Regions from separate parts of the Neogale vison genome. Here region 1 is linked to region 2. The links are chromatin contacts, called in public Hi-C maps. All regions are on one chromosome and are shown on one strand. The core of a region is the stretch at or near the end of the contact, and the rest is flanking DNA. Distances in the headings are between cores, read along the strand shown. Region 1 holds the start of ZNF827 (zinc finger protein 827). Region 2 holds the start of LSM6 (U6 snRNA-associated Sm-like protein LSm6).

Region 1 (2,920 bases), core at 214-2,713, 180 kb after region 2:
GGGAAGCTGAATCTTTCCAGGAGTTGGCAGGGAGGGTTTCATCCTGATATTTCATTATCAATGAGAAACATCTTATGGGAGATCCAACACTCTTTAAGCGTCTCTAATAAAAGGACACAATATACGGTCTTATTGTTATTTTTAAGAGGGTTATAGAGATTTATCCACCAGGGCTGTTGTTAACACCACTCAGGTTGTGAGAATCAGGCTAGAACCTCCAAGAGGCATTAGCTATCTGTGTAAACTCACAGAGTGTCATTTTAACGTTCTGTATCTCCACCATGCCTCCACCTTCTTTGATGAAAAAGTCTATTTTAAAAATGGTAAGAAAATATTTAACATAATAAGATGATGAGTCAGAGTTTTTAAAAAGCTAAAAAGGGAAGATGTAGTTAAATAATTCACCTTTTTATTTTTTAGCTACATCTGACTCATGACATATAATGTATTCTGCTAAGTTCAAAGTTTCCTCTTACAAAGAGAGTTTTATGAAACAACTCTTCTTCAGACCATTTTTACTTCAATTATAGTAGCAGGTTTTGGAGTTTAAATCATTAACAACCTCTGAGTGAACTTTTATCCAAATGACTGCAAGTCACAAAGGGAACAGTCCTCTTTCACCAAGTACCTTTTGTGCTAGAGTGAGACCCATCCTTTTCTATTTTTCCCCTTTATGTCTCTCTTTGAAGAAAGATGTGTGATTTGTAAAGTTGATGAAAACTGCTATATTTGGGTTCATAATGCAAACTAGAATTGCTTCAGGGTAAGCTTCACATACCTGCACTACTGCAGCAAAAAAAGTAAATTTCAGAAGTCAAGATCTCTCTGTGCACTGTAGGAGTATCATGTAGCAGTGAAATCAACCATGGGGGTGACCGAATCTTATTTCCCCCCCTTCCTCAAGGGGATGGAATTTTCATTTCGGCAGCACGTTTCAGTTTTAACTCCACTGAACACTCCAAAACTGGGCACTTACTCCATCAACCTCGTTATCGATTTAGCCATATGCTGCTATCTTTTAATTTTTTTAAAAAATATTTTTATTGGAATGTTTTTCAAAGAGTGTTTGGAAAACCGTAACCTCCACAAACTTAAGGTGATGGGGTGAGAGAATAATTCTTGCAGTGAAAAAGCCTGAAGAATTGTATGCAGAACAAAATGTAGTTTAATAAACAAAAGAAAGTTAAGAGAAAAATCTATTTTCTTAAAAAAAAAAAAGCAGCAAGAGTAATGAACTAATCGCTGTTCAGAGAGTGGGGAAAACTTTTTTCCCCCTAGATTTGGCGAATAGCGGGATAAATTCGAAGAACTCCATCCCACCCCCGCATGCGCGCCCCCCATTCTTTCCAGACCGAGCGGTTGCAAATCCCAGGCTGAGTCCGCCCTGGGAGCCTTAGGGCACCTTCCTCTTTGCTCTGCGTGTGTGTGTGTGTGTGTGTGTGTGTGTGTGTGTGTGTGTCTAGCTCTCGCTCTTTCCCTCAGTCTGTGCCTCTGTGTATGTGTGAGTGTGTGTGTGTGACAGAGAGAGAGAGAGAGCGCGAGAGGAGAGAGAGAGCGAGAAAGAGAGAGAGCGAGAGAGCGAGCTGTGAGCTGTGCCGCCGCCGCCGCTGCCCTTTGATCCCGACATTAGTGTTAGGGGCTCGGAGACACAGAGCGCGGCCATAGACACCGCCGCACCGGCACTCATTTATTTATACCTCCCATCACACACGCGAGCATAGGACACACACACACTCACACCTATTAGATCCGTTTCCATTGAAGAATATTACGCTCGGGGACAAGCCAGGTGCACGACCAAAAATTTAAAAAAAAAAAAAAAAGGAAAAAAAGAAAGGAAAGAAAAGAAGAGAACCCCTCATCTGGCTCCAGGAAACAAGCTTCAACCCATTGCACACACCGGAGAGAAGGGGTTTCCCCCTGCCCGCCCGCCCGCCCCCCAACTACCTCCCGGCTCCTGCCAGTGTCTGCCTCTCTGCCCCCACGGGGGTTTATTTGATCTCACATTAACCAAGGAGGAGAATGTGAGAAAAGGGGGAAAATGCCCAGGAGGAAGCAGGAGCAGCCCAAGCGCCTTCCCTCACGTAAGTCATCCCTTCTCCACCTCCTCTCGTGCCATTTTCTCGCCCTCCCTCTCCTCTTTCCCCTCCGCAGCCTCCTCCGTTGTTTTCTGCATTAGTTTAGGGTTACAGAGGTGAAACTGACAAAGACACAGCCCGGGTTACTCCTCGTTTAGGTCTATGCTGAGGCAGCCATGTTGGTGATGATCAGCCCCGTGCCCTTTCTATTCTCTCTCTTTTTCTTTCTTTCTCTCACCCCCCCTCTTTTTTTCCTTGAGATCGGGCTTTTTTTCCCTTTTCCCTCCCCCTCCCCCTCCTCACTCCGGGTTGCTGGGGGGAGGGGGCAAGAGACGCGAGAAGGGGAGTAGTGTGGATGCCGGTTTTTTTTTTTTTTTTTAATCGGGGAGTCGGAGGGGGGGGGAGGTGGGAGAGGTTGGAATCTTTTAAAAAAAAAAAAATTCCTTGTGGATCCCGGTGCCTGACGGTGCGGGGGTCGGGGCGTGCGGAGGGCTGGGGGCCGTGACATGGCGTTTGGGGGTGTCGGGGCGAGGACGCGCGGCCACCCGCCGGGGACGGGATCCAGGGAGAGGTCCGTCTCCGGCTAAAGGTTGCGCCGGGGTTGGTCGGCCCCGGAGCCGCCGGCGGCAGCGGCGGCGGCGGCGGCGGCAGGAGCAGGAGGAGGCGGAGGTGGAGGAGGCGGCGGCGGAGGAGGGGAGTCGGGGGCGGGCGAGGCGGGAGCGGCCGGGGAGGGTGTGGGGGCACCGCACACAAACACACCGGTACACACGCGCCGCCGGGCGGCTGCTCCCGCGGCGCCTGGGCGAGGGGGCGCGCCGGGGCGCGGGGGGCGCGAGGCGGCC
Region 2 (3,114 bases), core at 256-2,755:
GTAACTCCAATAATGCATTTACACACACACACACACACACACACACCCCAAGACAATCGTCTACACTCCTGCATAAAATTCAAGCAACTGGAAATGGGAAACACCACTGTAAAAAAAAATAATAAAAATAAAAATAAATCCAAAGAGATGTTGCTTATTAGGAATACATAAAATACATAATGAGCTATCACACTTTTGGCAAAAACAGGCACAACCTTACATGAATGAGGTAAACTGCTAAAACTTTCCTGGAAAACAATTAGGTAATGGGTGTAGAGATCTAAAAAAAGACCTCACTAGAACACAGCATCTATTTTAATAACTTCCTTGCTCAGACTCTAGTCCGAGTAAATCATCTGAAATACAGTTTTAAAATAAAGTCTATCAGAATATTACCTGGGATGCTAAAGCCAAATGAAAGTTTACAAACACCCTCAATGCCTCACAGTTCGAAAATGGTTGAATAATTTATGGGACCTACGCAATGACAGAATAGGTAGCCAATCAAAAGTCGCAAAATCAGAAATGATATTTGGGGAAGAACTTTTCAATGAAAGTGGACGACTACTTATACTGCTGATAAAATAGTCTTAACTCAAATGGAAATTAGCACACACGAGACTGAAATACAGAATGAAATTATGGATGGGATTCAGTGAATATTACTTCCTTCCCTGGACTCCTGTGTTTTCACTTCTTCATGAGCCCTGTGTTACGGTGGGGGGGGGGGGCGCACATTAAACCACTACCAACCTTATCTCCCAGCGTCCTAACGCTAGACACCGCAAACAGAAACACCGGTAAGGAGCGAGCGCGCACACACCTACAGACCAAAAGCCCGGGTGCTAGGACCTAACACCTACAATCGTGGGCGTCGGCAACCTGAGAACTCGGTAAGGTGGGCTAGTCCCGCTCTTGATTCCTGGGGGTCGGGGAACCACCCCGATGTAGTCAGTGCAGCCCTGGAGCCCCAGGAACCGGGCGGGGCCGGCCCGCGCATTCGGGGCCCGCTTTCCCGCCCATTCCGCAGGCTCCCGCCTGGGCTCCCGCGGAACCTTGGGCAACCTGGACCGGTCTCGGAAGGCAACTCAATGGGGCCAGGTCGCTGCCGTTCGTCCCCGCGCGGTCTAGACGCCCTTCCGGAGGGGTTCTCACAGCCGGGGACCACAGATCTCCTGCCCTTCCCAGGAGCCCAGGAGAAACTGAGCGCATTTTGGGGGCGCCCGCCACCCATGGGCTCCCGGCGTCCGCGCTCCCTCCCGGCGCCTTTCAGGGGCTGCCTGGCCCAGACCCGGGCTGCCGCTCCCCAAACCCGCCCCCAGCGAGCGAGCACTGGGGCCTCCAACCGCCCGCGCGGCTGCCTGGCTCACCTGGTGGCCGGGATCCAAACCCCCGCTCCAAGTGCCCTACAAGCCGGGCCTCCGCCGCCGAGGGTCGGAAGAAATCGAAAGTGAAACTGCCGAGGCAGGAGGCGCTTTTCTGCAACAACCAAGGATTGCCTTTCCTGGCTACGGCAGCCTGCGAGGACCGAAAAGGCTAGACTTCGGTGGAGCGCGAAAAGCCAAGAAGCTCGTTTTGCCTGAAGGCAAAGTTGGTGCTTTAGAGGTCAAAGGAGAAAGCGCTGGTGCTTCCTCTTTTAACAGAAAACAAACACCTCTAAAATAAAATTTTAAAAACCTGGAAGTGATCGTTTAACCGGGTTTTCCTTTAGGCAGAAATGCAAGAGAGAGCTTGAAGTTACACTAAACTGGAATTTACTGCCAACGTAATGACTATACTCGGAAAAATCCTTGAAAAAGTTAATGCAAATAAATAAAACGGGCAGTCTCAAATCTTCACATCCACCTTTGGATTTTGGTTAAGTGTGTGTAAAGATGAAGTCGATATTAGATTGTTCCCATGGCAACGTTAATTGCCACAAAAAGAATTCAAATCACTAAAGTAACTCCGAATTATAATGGCATAAATTGCGATACATTACAATCTAATTCTAATTGGAAGTGGTGTGCAGACATTTAAGTGCTGCTATGGGAACTTGGTTTGAAATTTTGAATTCTCAATATTCTTGCTATTAATGTAAAGGGTGAAGAAAAAGAAGAAAACTGTTATACCGACACTTGATTCCTTTTTTCCTTCACACACATACCCTCAACTTAAAATTTATACTTTAATTCTATTTGTGATTTGTAACACTATAAACAAAGAAAAAATATCTTTAAACAGAGTCTTAACTGTGTTAAGTGTTATGGATCGAAGACGCAGAATTTTTTTTCCTAAGACAGGGATGAGTTTCCCCACTTGTAAACCTCTTTTAGCTAAAGAAATGAACCTTTGATGGATATGGCGGAGAGAGAACAACTGGGTGTGATTTGGTGGAAAAAAGATTTCCTTCTTTCCTTCCATAAAAGCTTACGTTGGGTAAAAACCAAGCATTACGGATTTATTGAAAAGGCTGTATTTGAAGTTCTTGCAGTATAAAATATAATGTAAAAAAATTAAGCATCATTTAAATAAAATAATTAGCTGTGAAGAACAAATATAATAGGATATGAAGAAAGCCCTGTCTCTAAAAGCTTTCTTCACAAAAGACCTCAAATTGTACCACATTCTTCACTGGCTGTTTCAATTATTTAAAAAAAAAAAAAAAAAAAAAAAAAAAGAACTTTTTGATTCGTAGCCTTTTTTCCATTACCACAGAACGCTGATGGAGTCATTAAGATTGGCGTGGTGGGCAGGGGGCAACGAGGAGTTTTAAGGGCACAGTTCACCGGCAGAGGTGGTTGCAACCTTTTTCAGGGGGCATGGATGTGTAAGGGCCCAACCAGGCAAATGGGGTGGGGACCATGAATTACTTTCTGAGCCAACAAGTTTATCAAAATGGAGTTGTGCCCAGAATCCCCTTAGCAGCTTATAATTGGCTTTTACTGATTCACAAGGCAACTTTCCAAGTTTCACAGGATTTTCTTTAGCATTTTTTTAATACAAAGAATGTTTTCTGAATGTTAGTCCACCAACACTAACTTTAAGTTCTTCGAAACCCTGAATACAAACCTAAATGTAATTTGACCAGATTTAGTTTGGCTTACACAGTTTAGCTTAGATTTTACAACTGAT

What was found. Hi-C and Micro-C count contacts between places; a contact is called where the count stands out from the background.
Region 1: a contact with region 2 is called in a Hi-C map of fibroblasts, with 3 times the contacts expected there. The contact joins the promoter of ZNF827 here to the promoter of LSM6 in region 2. A contact is called at or near these places in 2 of 3 Hi-C or Micro-C datasets (fibroblasts and muscle).

What each region holds. Positions count from the first base shown.
Region 1 is chr11:147,170,444-147,173,363 of ASM_NN_V1, forward strand. ZNF827 (zinc finger protein 827) reads left to right here and starts at 1,464. Exons shown (of 14, transcript XM_044224926.1): 1 at 1,464-2,084. The coding sequence starts at 2,042.
Region 2 is chr11:146,990,023-146,993,136 of ASM_NN_V1, forward strand. It overlaps LSM6 (U6 snRNA-associated Sm-like protein LSm6), which reads right to left and starts at 1,506. Exons shown (of 5, transcript XM_044224925.1): 1 at 1,371-1,506.